3 separate regions of the Mus musculus genome follow, and regions 1 and 2 are each linked to region 3. Evidence: chromatin contacts called from public HiChIP or PLAC-seq data. All regions are on one chromosome and are shown on one strand. The core of a region is the stretch at or near the end of the contact, and the rest is flanking DNA. Distances in the headings are between cores, read along the strand shown.

The links. HiChIP or PLAC-seq counts read pairs in DNA pulled down with a chosen protein or histone mark.
Region 1: a FOXA1 HiChIP or PLAC-seq map of pancreatic cancer cells shows a contact between it and region 3. The contact joins two enhancer-like sites. A contact is called at or near these places in 2 of 484 Hi-C or Micro-C datasets (CD8 T cells and embryonic stem cells) and 2 of 115 datasets of contacts at active chromatin or transcription factors (differentiating embryonic stem cells and pancreatic cancer cells).
Region 2: a contact with region 3 is called in a FOXA1 HiChIP or PLAC-seq map of pancreatic cancer cells. The contact joins two enhancer-like sites. A contact is called at or near these places in 2 of 115 datasets of contacts at active chromatin or transcription factors (microglia and pancreatic cancer cells) and 1 of 9 other capture datasets (pancreatic islet).

Annotation. Positions count from the first base shown.
Region 1 is chr4:150,971,115-150,974,970 of GRCm38.p6, reverse strand. It overlaps Gm30120 (a long non-coding RNA gene), which reads left to right. Exons shown (of 4, transcript XR_390979.2): 2 at 3,826-3,856. Among named protein-coding and RNA genes, the nearest start is that of Gm30120, 7.8 kb to the left of the region's middle. Within about 2 kb of position 1,555, at least 42 of the 459 cell types and tissues checked have an H3K27ac peak or open chromatin away from gene starts, as enhancers often do. A contact at or near this core is called in pancreatic cancer cells, where this site is marked.
Region 2 is chr4:150,574,002-150,577,791 of GRCm38.p6, reverse strand. The region is part of intron 12 of Rere (arginine glutamic acid dipeptide (RE) repeats); the gene reads right to left. Among named protein-coding and RNA genes, the nearest start is that of Slc45a1, 76 kb to the left of the region's middle. Within about 2 kb of position 1,326, at least 37 of the 459 cell types and tissues checked have an H3K27ac peak or open chromatin away from gene starts, as enhancers often do. A contact at or near this core is called in pancreatic cancer cells, where this site is marked.
Region 3 is chr4:150,743,749-150,747,779 of GRCm38.p6, reverse strand. No RefSeq gene overlaps it. Among named protein-coding and RNA genes, the nearest start is that of Gm36600, 41 kb to the right of the region's middle. Within about 2 kb of position 1,534, at least 125 of the 459 cell types and tissues checked have an H3K27ac peak or open chromatin away from gene starts, as enhancers often do. A contact at or near this core is called in pancreatic cancer cells, where this site is marked.

The DNA.
Region 1 (3,856 bases), core at 306-2,805, 230 kb before region 3:
TGCCCTCAGCTTCCTGATGTGATTTAGTAAGAATTGCTGACGAGTAGATATGTATTCTGAAGATTTAAAATACATGTGATTGATTTTTATGTAAAAGCTTACATTTGTGATTCTTTTAAGATTTTTATAAGATTACTTTTAAAGATAAATAATAAAAATAATTGATCCTTTCTTTGTAACCTGCCAGTAATAGAAACTGGCTGAGAAAATTACCTCACCTGCTCACAGATTGTTAATCTCTTACAAGTTCCTTGGTTATGAATGTATGTGGGTTCTGGGCAATAATTTGTTTTCTTAACCTGTAGTACATAATGTTATTTCTTGTAAAAGTATTGAAGAACACACTGGTTTTTTTCATAGTCATTCACTAGAAGAAAAATAGAACACAATCACATTGTAACTTTATACTGCTTGGCAGGTTTCGTTGCGATGTATAAACCGTGGGAGACAGAATAAAGTTGTTGGAACATTGTTCCTTCCATCCATCAACTATATGTATGTGTGTATACATGTATGTGTATGTATGTATATATGCAAAGTTTGTGTGGGAGTATGTTGGAACTTCGTTCCTTCTACCCTCCAAGTCTATATGTATACATGTATGTGTAAGTATTTGTGTAAAGTTTGTGTGGGAATGTACTGGAATTCTGTTTCATCCATCAGGTGTGTGTGTGTGTGTGTGTGTGTGTGTGTGTGTGTGTGTGTGTGTGTGTAAAGCTTGTTTGGGTGCATACTGGAGCTTGCTCCCATCAACCAACTGTGTGTATGTCTGTATGTACATATGTGTATTGTGAAATGCTTGGAATTTGCTTGTTGGACCTTTGCTCCATCCATTCTATGTGTGAATATGTGTATGTATGTATGCATGCATGTATGAATTTGTACATATGAAGTTATTCTGCCTTTTGTTTCATTTACTCAGTGTGTATTATGTGCATGTGTGGTATGAATTTTCTCTCTTTCCTTCTCTTTCTCAAAGACCTCAAGCAGTTAAAAGAATTCAGAGTCTAAGCTGGGCAGTGGTGGCACAGGCCTTTAATCCCAGCACTTGGGAGGCAGAGGCAGGTGGATTTTTGAGTTCAAGGCCAGCCTGGTCTACAGAGTGAGTTCCAGGACAGTCAGGGCTACACAGAGAAACCCTGTCTTGAAAAACCAAAAAACAAAACAAAACAAAAAAACAAAAAAAAAGGAAAGAAAGAAAGAAAAAAAGAAAAAAGTTCAGAGTCTCTCACTGACCACAGGGAGTGCCAGCTCAGTGAATCAAGCTTTGTTCCCTCAGAGAAAAGTCTGCTGAGTAATTTCTCTAACTGCTGGCTGCCATAGGGAGCAGCCCCCGTCAGTTTCTAGACTAGTTCTGGCATCTGCTCTTAGCACTGACCCCTTGCCTGCCTGCCTCAGTTTACCCACCCCACGGATGCCAAAGCCGGTAATTGGCACAGCTCCAAGATGGTTCTGTTGCCCTCCTGCCCCACTTGCCCTGACTCTCCAAATGTGCTGCACCCACGTTTGGGCTCAGCCTCTGACGTGTCACCGGTGAGTCATGGCTCTTGCTCATTCCGGAGCACGGTTGGCATCCTGGTTTGTACCAGAAGATGCCAGCAGCCTCACTTCCATCCTGCTGTGTCTGGGCCTCATCCCTATGGCATGATCTCTGCCTTCTGCAGGAGCCACCCTGGTGACCTTGTCTCAAACAAACCAAAATCTTGATAGAAGGGTAGACCTCACATATGATTTTGAGTGTCAACTTGACACAAGCTGAGTTATCACAGAGAAAGGAGCCTCCTTTGAAGAGATGCCTCCATGAGATCCATCTGTAAGGCATTGTCTTAGTCAGGGTTTCTATTCCTGCACAAACACCATGACCAAGAAGCAGTTGGGGAGGAATGGGTTTATTCAGCTTATACTTTGCACATTGCTGTTTATCACCAAAGAAAGTCAGGACTGGAACTCAAGCAGGTCAGGAAGTAGGAGCTGATGCAGAGGCCATGGAGGGATGTTTCTTACTGGCTTGCTTCCCCTGGCTTACTCAGCCTGCTCTCTTATAGAACCTGAGACTACCAGCCCAGGGATGGTCACACCCACAAGGGGCCTTTCCCCCTAGATTACTAACTGAGGAAATGCCTTACAGCTGGATCTCATGGAGGCATTTCCTCAAGGGAGGCTCCTTTCTCTGTGATAACTCCAGCTTGTGTCAAGTTGACACAAAACTAGCCAGTACAATTGGCCCCTTGTCAACTTGACACACAAACACATCATTAGTAAGCCTCAACCCTTACATTCTTATTCATCCCCAAGGTCTAAATAACTTTAAAAGTCCCACAGTCTTTGCAAATTCTTAAAATTTTTACAATTAAAAGTCTCTTAACTGTGGGCTCCACTAAAATACTTCCTTCGAGAGGAAAAACCATCAGGACACAGTCACAATCAAGAGCAAAAATTAAATGCCAACTGCCCAATGTCTAGGATCCAACTCACGATCTTCTGGGCTCCTCCAAGGGCTTGGGTCACTTCTCCAGCCCTGTCCTTTGTAGCACACACTTTGTCTTCTAGGCTCCAGCTGCCTGTACTCCATTGCTGCTGCTGTTCTTGGTGGTCATCTCATGGTACTGGCATCTTCAATACACTGCATGACCCCTTCAGTCTTGGGCCATCAATTCCAACTGAAGCTGCACCTTCACCAATGGCCTTCCATGGCCTCTCACAGTGCCAAGCCTCAGCCACTCTTCATGACCCCTTCGTGCCTTCAAAACCAGTACCACCTGGGTGACTCTTTCACATTACCAAGTCCTGCTGCAGCACGAATTAAAACCTTGGCTATCTCTGGAACACAGCCTCTTTGTGCTTTCAGAAAACATTTCCCAGAAGATGTCACCTCAATGATGCTGGTCTCTTTTTAATCACAGCTAATTTCTTAGCTCCAGCTAACCAGCATCAATAGTCCCAGTAATGCAAAGGTTTCACTTTACTAGTTCTGGTATCTTGTTAATCACAGCTGATTCTTCAGCCCCAGCTAACCAGAACCACTGAATCTTCACAATCAAAATAGCAATGGTCCTGAAAAGAGTCTTTAATCTTCCCTTTGAAACTTCACAAGCCAGGCCTCCATCTTCTGCACTGTTGGAAACATTATCTTCCAAGCTCCTACACAACATCCCACAGAGCTCTTAACACTGAATGGACCTGCTAGCCCAAAGTTCCAAAGTCCTTCCACAATCCTCCCCAAAAGATGGTCAGGTTGTCACAGGAATACCCCACTTCTGGTACCAATTTGTCTTAGTCAGGGTTTCTATTCCTGCACAAACATCATGACCAAGAAGCAGTTGGGGAGGAAAGGGCTTATTCAGCTTATACTTTGCACACTGCTCTTTATCACCAAAGGAAGTCAGGACTGGAACTCAAGCAGGTCAGGAAGCAGGAGCTGATGCAGAGGCCATGGAGGGATGTTCCTTACTGGCTTGCTTCCCCTGGCTTGCTCAACCTGCTCTCTTATAAAACCTAAGACTACCAGCCCAGGGATGGTCCCGCCCACAACCCCCAGAGGCTGTTCCCTATATAATCCAGACATTTTAGTTACCTACCCTCTCTGCCTCTTTTGCACCTTTGGCTTCTGGCTCTGTACTTGGCTCTCCTCTCTCCCTGCCCCCCCCCACGTGCTTCAGGGTCAAGACCACTCCTCTAGACTCTCCCAGATGTGTCTGCCTCTGGCTATGCTCTCCCAGGTGTCTATAATAAATTTTCCCTCCACCATACGTAGGAACGGGCATGTCCTTTTATTTTTTTTTCCTTTTTATTTATTTATTTTCATCCAATGTCATGTGTGTGCAGGTGCCCACCCAGAACAGAAAAGGATGCCGAG
Region 2 (3,790 bases), core at 77-2,576, 170 kb after region 3:
AGGTGTTACAACTGGGTTTCTTTCTCTTTCCGTACTTAATTTTACTTGTGTGTTCCGGAGCACCTTCAGAGACCATAAGAAGTCAGACCTTTGAGCCAGAGTTATAGGTGGTTGTGAGCTGCCCCACATGGGTGCTAGGCACTGAAATTAGGTCCTCTTGAAGGGCATCAAGAGGTTTTGACCACCAGCCATCTTTCCAGACCACAACTGTACTTCTAAGAAAAGAAAATGGAGTGAGAGTTGGAGGGGGGGGGGGGAAGCTTTATATTAAGAAACTCTATGGGGCTGGAGAAATGGCTCAGTGGGTAAGAGCACTGACTGCTCTTCTGAATGTCCTGAGTTCAATTCCCAGCAACCACATGGTGGCTCACAACCATCTGTAATGGGACCCGATGGCTTCTTCTTAAGTGTTTGAAGACAGCAACAGTGTACTCATATAAACTAACTAACTAAATCTTGGAAAGGAATTAATTGATTGATTAGTTCTATGATTGGGTCAAAGAGGTCTTTCAGTGGTTAAAAGCACTGGCTGCTCTTCTTCTAGAGGACCCAAGATTCAATACCCAGATCCAAAAGGCTGCTCACAACCATCTGTTACTCAAATTCAAATGCAAGCCTTGTCTACTACAGAGAAAGTGTCAAGACAGCTAGTTTTACACAGAGAAACTTATCTCAAAACAACAACAACAATAAAAGATTCAGTAATTATAAGCACTGGCCGCTCTTCTGGAAGATTCAAGTTTAATTTCCAGCACCTGCAAGGTGGCTCACACCTCCAAGTAATTCCAGTCCCAGAGGCTCTGACTCCCTCTTTTGACCTCTACCATCACTGCCTACACATAGTGCACAGAGATGCATGCAGGCATTCACATGCATACATAAATGTGAGAAAAGAATAGAATAGAATATACCTTGGAGTGTTAGGATTTTGAGGCTGTGTAAGTAGTTCCCAAACATTACTGAACAACCTCAATTTTACTTAAACCTCCATTTTAACAACAAAATAGCCATCTTGGCTCAACAGGCAGGGACAAGGAACCCGAGAGCCTGCACTGCCCACTGTGTTGTGAGCAATTAAGACAGTCAGTACCTGCACTGGAGGGACACAGTGAAGAGCAGAGAACTCCTCAGTGTTACTCCGTAGCTGTCCTACAGCTGCCTGTTCTCAGAGTAGCAACCCAGACTACAAGCCCACGCTTTCTTATGTAAGATTAAGCATTGTTTACCTAAGGTTATATCGGAAATTAAATAAAACTTCATGCTGAACACTGGAGTAATTCTTAATCTCTTAATGCTAACAGAACTTTGATGACTCATTCTTCCATCTGGGAGAACATGCTGACACAGGTCATTCTGCCTAGAGATGTAGTTCTCACAGAGCTAGTCTGCAAATCATCTATAGAATTTGCCCCCAGAAACATGACTGATTTCCCTGCTATCTAGCATATTAAAACTCCAAAATTTCCCACCCCATCACAAAAACTTAATAAAGACTAACTGTACCTTCTCTGGGAAACCCAAAGCCTGCGATGCGAGCCAGATCCGCCTGCATTGAAACGCAACCTGCAGAGCACAAGCTCATCCCTCATGGTTCTGTTTCACAACTGTCTCCTCTTTGCCTTCTTCACCCATGGCACCGAGACTGGAGTGAGAATGCGATCTGATGAGAACACTCGGACACGACCACCTGCACTTACAAATAACCAGAGTACAATCTTTCCTGAGGTAGTTGTTGGAAACTAAGAGAAGGGCAGCTAAGATGTCCAGGACAAGTGCTTTCGTGCCTTCCCTCCCCACAGGCTCCTCTCTCCTACAGAGCTGGGCCAAATCAAACTGTCTTCTTGCTAATCTGCACTGCATCTGAGCAGGAGCCACTGCTCCCTATCGGTGAGGGTGGTGCTCCTGTCCACATTCCACTGCTGGCAACAGCAGACAGAGCTGTACACAAAGCCTTCAGAGGACAATCTCCCAGGAGCCACTCTTCCATTCATATAAAGCAGCCATGTTTGCAAGATGAAGAGAGACCATCCTTATGTTTTGAGTATAGTCATCCTGAGATTTTATAAGAAATGGCCATGTATGTGAGAAATGAGTTATTTTGGGATCTGTATTATAAGATAGGTTCCCTGTGGGTGATCAGGATCTAAGTCTATTAGGCCTGTTTATTTTTAACATACAAGGTCAGGGGCCATGTAACTCATCTACCCAACAGCAGAGTGACAGCACTTAGAATGAGAGACCTGGCTTGGAGGACAGCAAATTCCAGAACATCTGGGAGAGGAGCTAGCCCTGTCTTCTCAGAAGTGCAGGACACTTGGCAGTGTTTACATCGATGCACTAACACCCAGACCTCTGTGTAAACAGTTGAGAGATCTGCAGTGGGCAGCCTCAATCATTCTGAGACACTGCTCACTCCTAGTATTTTAATCTACTAACCATATTTTATACATATGTTAAAGAAAGGCAAATGGGGAAAAAGGAAGGAAGAACTGGGTATCTGCACAGATGTAATTCTAAAAGGATCTGACTTGTTATTCTCTCGGGTGCCATGAGGTTAACACGTAATACCCACTCAACTAACCCTCTATAAACAGTTGGTTTTCCTAATCACAGCCACTATTCCCACTTCAGTGGGCAGCAGCATTCAGAGGAAAGCCAGACCTAGCCCCTGTATAACAAACTCCAGAAACCAAGTGTTAGGAAAGCTGATGTCCGTTGCACAGGCACTTTTATCAGACATAAAGGCCTGTAGTGAATGGGAGGAATGGGACTCCTACAGGAGCCTCCAAAGGTAAGGAGACCTGCTCCCACCCAGGGACTCCTGTAGGCTCTCCTCCACCTTTCCCGAGTAACTCAAGAGCAAGGACAGGTGACGGGGAGAACAGCTCCAGAGCAGAACCACTGTGTGCATGGTGTGGCGGCAACGGTGCAGAGCTCAGCGGGAAACACTTTTCTAGCATGATGACGACCAGGGTCTGATCCCTAGCAAGCACACATATGTGCACACAAAGACTTGTTTTCAACAGAATATAATAGATTGGGAAAATATTTTTATATACTCTTTATAGATATCACCTCATTTAAATTTTCACTCATGGTCTAAGAACTTGGAGTTATCACATGGTTTCACAGGAATCAAAAAACAAAAGTGTCCAGTAACCTGCCTGAAGCCCACAGCATGAGTGGCAGAGACAACAGCAGTCCATTGCAGCAACAGTTAAACAGTACTTTAGCCTTTTCATTTTTTTTTTCTTTAAAGCATTTTTAAAAAAATTATCTTTATTAGTTAGGCAGTGGTGGCACATATATTTAATCCCAGCAGTCAGTAGGATCTTGGTTAGCTTGAGGCCAGTCTGATCTACAGAGTGAGTTCCAGGACAGTCAGAGTTACACAGAGAAATGAGAAATGTGTCTCAAACAAAACAACCCCCCCCCAATAAAACCAAAACCAACCAACTAAACAGACAAAAAAAACAAAAAAACCCAAAACAAAAAAACCCTCCTATAGACGTGGTAGGTGTGTGTGTGTGTGTGTGTGTGTAAAATATTTTGAGGCTCAAGAAGTGGCTTACAGATTAAGAACACTTGCTACACTGGGCAGTGGTGGCGCACACCTTTAACCCCAGCACTTAGGAGGCAGAGGCAGGCGGATTTCTGAGTTCGAGGCCAGCCTGGTCTACAACAGAGTGAGTTCCAGGACAGCCAGGGCTACACAGAGAAATCCTGAAACCCTGTCTTGAAACAAAACAAAACAAAACAAACAAGAATACTTGCTGCTTGGGCGGATTTC
Region 3 (4,031 bases), core at 285-2,784:
CTCTAAGGAAAAAGTGGAATTATCAGGAAAAAAGAATAGACCAAGCCGGGCAGTGGTGATGCATGCCTTTAATCCCAGCACTTGGGAAACAGAGGCAGGTGGATTTCTAAGTTCGAGGCCAGCCTGGTCTACAAAGTGAGTTCCAGGACAGCCAGAGCTATACAGAGAAACCCTGTCTAGAAGAAACAAAACAAAACAATAATAACAACAAAAGAATAGACCATCCCATCCCTAGTGACACAGAAAGTGACATCTGCCTGCAGAGAAGGGTGGTAGCAACTACTGTCAAAAGAAAAGATGCAAGATGTGTTGGGGGCGGGGGCACTATCTGCTTTTGTCAGCAGCCAGGGCCTTCATCACCCAGATTTCCACATGTTAGACCTTGGGTGCTAGGCACCTATCTGATACAACTTCTTGCTCCCTACCCACTACCTCCTCTGCAGCTGCAGTCACCTGCCCAGGAGGGTACTCCAGGACAAACTCCCATGTTGTGGTGGCTTGCCACCTGCTCTGACATGGTAACTGAGGGTAGTTCTGCAGGCATGCGATCATCTAACGTGTCCCAGCGGTTTTGGAGTGCCCAAGTCCAGGGGAGTTCATAAAGCGTAGTTTACAGCTGCTCATCTTCTGTCCTCCAAGAGTCAAGTCCTTCAGGTTGATTCCCACTGCCCTGGGGATGATGGTGGGCACAGGAGGGCCGGCGCTTACAGGACCTTTGTGGACTTTTCCTTCCTGAGACATTTTTTTTGTTGGTTTTTTTTGTTTGTTTGTTTGTTTTGTTTTGTTTTGTTTTTCGAGACATGGTTTCTCTGTATAGCCCTGGCTGTCCTGGAACTCACTTTGTAGACCAGGCTGGCCTCGAACTCAGAAACCCTCCTGCCTCTGCCTCCCGAGTGCTGGGATTAAAGGCATGCGCCACCAGGCCCGGCTCCTGAGACATTTTTAATAGCTAAAAGCTGCAGGTCTAAAAACCACCATCGGGAAAACAGTCTTAAGTGGTTTTATCTAATCTCGGGCCCAAGTCAATGATCAGAGTATTATGGGTAAAAATGAGTCATACGCCCTCTCATTGTCAAAGTCAGAGGGCTCCTGGCTCTGTCCCCTTCTACCCTGGTTGGGGTTCCAGGGTCCCTCAGAGCCTTAGTTGGATGCTGAGGACACTGTGCGTGTTCTTTGACTGAAGTCTCCTCTTTGATTGCACTGTGCCGCCTTTTTATCTCTTCCCTTCTCCGAGGGTGCCACCAGAAGCCAGGTGACTCCACTAGACTCCTACAGCGCAAAGAGGGTGATGTCGTGCTACCCACGGTTGGCACAAAGGGAACAGAGTTGATACTAAGAGCTGATTTCTTTTTTTTTCCTGACTGCTCATTGTAGGATGGGGAGAGAGAGAGAGAGAGAGGATTGAGAGAGAGGGAGATTGAGAGAGAGAGAGTGTCTGGCATTTCTCCCAAGCATTTCACCCACAAACCGGTTTAGGCCAGTGAGACAGGATGTTCTGCAGAGCAAAGATCATGTGACCGCCCCGTGTGAACAGACAGATGGTGTATCATTAACAAGCTAGCTTCAGGGTTGCATTTCTCTGGCTCCAGGGTGTCAGTGACCCCAGAGATTTAATTAAAAACATAAAAAAATAAATAGTGACAGAGGCCAAAGTTTCATCCTGTTTAGACTCAACATTGTAGTCATTGTGTGTGTGTTGGGGGGTGTGGGTATGTGCTCCTTCTGTTGCAGGGTCTGTGACCTGCCCAAGGGAAACAGGGTTAGTCAGGGGGCATCTGCAGGTTAGCCCCTTGGTGGGTGAGCTTCAAACAGTCACTGTGGCCAGTCACCAGCTCTCTGGCACCCTGTTTCCTAGGGAGACTGAAAGGCTGATTGGAGCTCAGAGACTGCAGAGGACCCAGCTGGTCCACACAGGAGATGGTCAGGATCCCTTTGTGCTAATCGGAAGTATCCAGGTAGGAGAAGAGGCCGTTGTATGTCAGGAGATCCCAGCCTACAGAGGATGCTTTCAGCCCAGCAGAGCCTGGCTCCTCAGCTGCTCTCCAAGCTGTCTGCTGTCAGGTCTTGAGGTTGGGCTCTGGAAGGCTGAAGCTGGAGTTGAGCCCATGAGCATCCTCTAGGCTCACCAGGAGGACATGCTGGCACGGAAACAGGCAGAGGCAGGGAGGCAGAGGGAGGTTGTGTGAGCAGGGTCATGGATTCTCCGCATGACATCTGAGGAAAATCAAATCTAGTCCTTTGGCAGGTACTGGCTTGCAGAGCCCTGTGTGACTGACACATGGGCCTAGACCACCGGCAGCAAGGGGCCAATGGAGTGTCATAAGGAGGAATTCTTTGGATGAGACACAATTAATCTTTTCCAGGTGACAATTCATTTTGTCAACTGAAGTTGCTCTTAAGGGGACACATTGAAAGGTCTTCCTATGTAGCCCAGGCTCCTCCTACCCCATGTTGCTTTAAACACTGATTTAGGATTTATTTGTAGTGTATGTGTGTGAGTATTTTGCTTGCACATAAGCACAGCACCTATGTGCAGGGTCATTGGAGCCCAGAAGAGGTCAGGAGTTACAGATGCTTAAGAGCTGCTGAGTCATGCTGGGAACTGAACCCAGGTCCTCTGGAAGAATGGTAAGTGCTCTCAACTGCTGGCCATCTCTCCAGCTCCTGCTTTCAACTGGGTGTGGAGAGATGCTCCGCAGTCAGGAGCACATGTACACCCAATCATGTGTGCACACACAAATACATATACACCCAATCATATGTGCACACACAGATACATATACACCCAATCATGTGTGCACACACACAGTCACATATACACCCAATCATGTGTGCACACACACAGACACATATACACCCAATCATGTGTGCACACACACAGACACATATACACCCAATCATGTGTGCACACACACAGACACATATACACCCAATCATGTGTGCACACACACGGACACATATACATACAATTTTTTCAAGATTTATTTTTATTTGGTGTGTACGGGTGCTTTGCCTACACACATCCCTGTGCCACATGTGTGCCTGGTGCCTCTTTTGTGGAGGCCAGAAGAGGAGATCAGATGGATCCCCTGGAGCAGGAGTTATAGACAGTTGTGAGCTGCTATGTGGATGCTGGGAATTGAGCTCAGAGAAGAGAAGAGAGGAGAGGGGAGAGGAGAGGAGGAGAGGCCAGTGCTCTTAAGTGGTGGAATATCTCTCCAGCCCTATAAAATTCTTTTAAAAATTAGAATGTATACATTATTGGATACTTACAATATAATGAATATGACATGTAAATATGTGCACATATCATATGAATATATTTTGTTATTACAGAGTGATATGAAGGACTGTCTTTGGAGTCAACCTTTGAAACAAGAGTTAGAGTCATCTCTGACCCTCCCCCCCCCCACCTTAAATAGGGTCCCTTCCTCTGCCGCCACCTCCCCAGCTTGAGGCAACTGTGATCTCAATTAAATTTAGTGTTCAGAGCTGGGCATAGTGGCGCACGCCTTTAATCCCAGCACTTGGGAGGCAGAGGCAGGCGAATTTCTGAGTTCGAGGCCAGCCTGGTCTACAGAGTGAGTTCCAGGATATCCAGGCCTACCCAAAAAAAAATTGTGTTCATCATGTCATTGGTTTTATAAAGGTAACTTTATAATTTCTCCCCAAATGCTCTTGTGTGTGTGTGTGTGTGTGTGTGTGTGTGTGTGTGCGCATAGGCATGCGAAAGAGTGAGCTCCCCTGTGCATGTAAAGGCCTCTTTGAGAGATGGTGTCTCCGTGAACCTGGAGTTCATAATTTTCAATACACTGAATAGCCAGCAGCAAGTCTCCAGGATGTACCGGTCTCTGCCTCCCTGTCACCATGGTTACAGGTGCACACACCACCCCACCACCACCACCACCTGCGCCCCCCCCCCGCCCCTCCCCCCTGCCCCGGCCCCCTTCGGCTTGTACACTGGTTCTGGAGCTCAGGACTTAGGTCCTCACCCAGGCACAGCAAGCACTCTAGTCTGAGCAGTCCGCCAC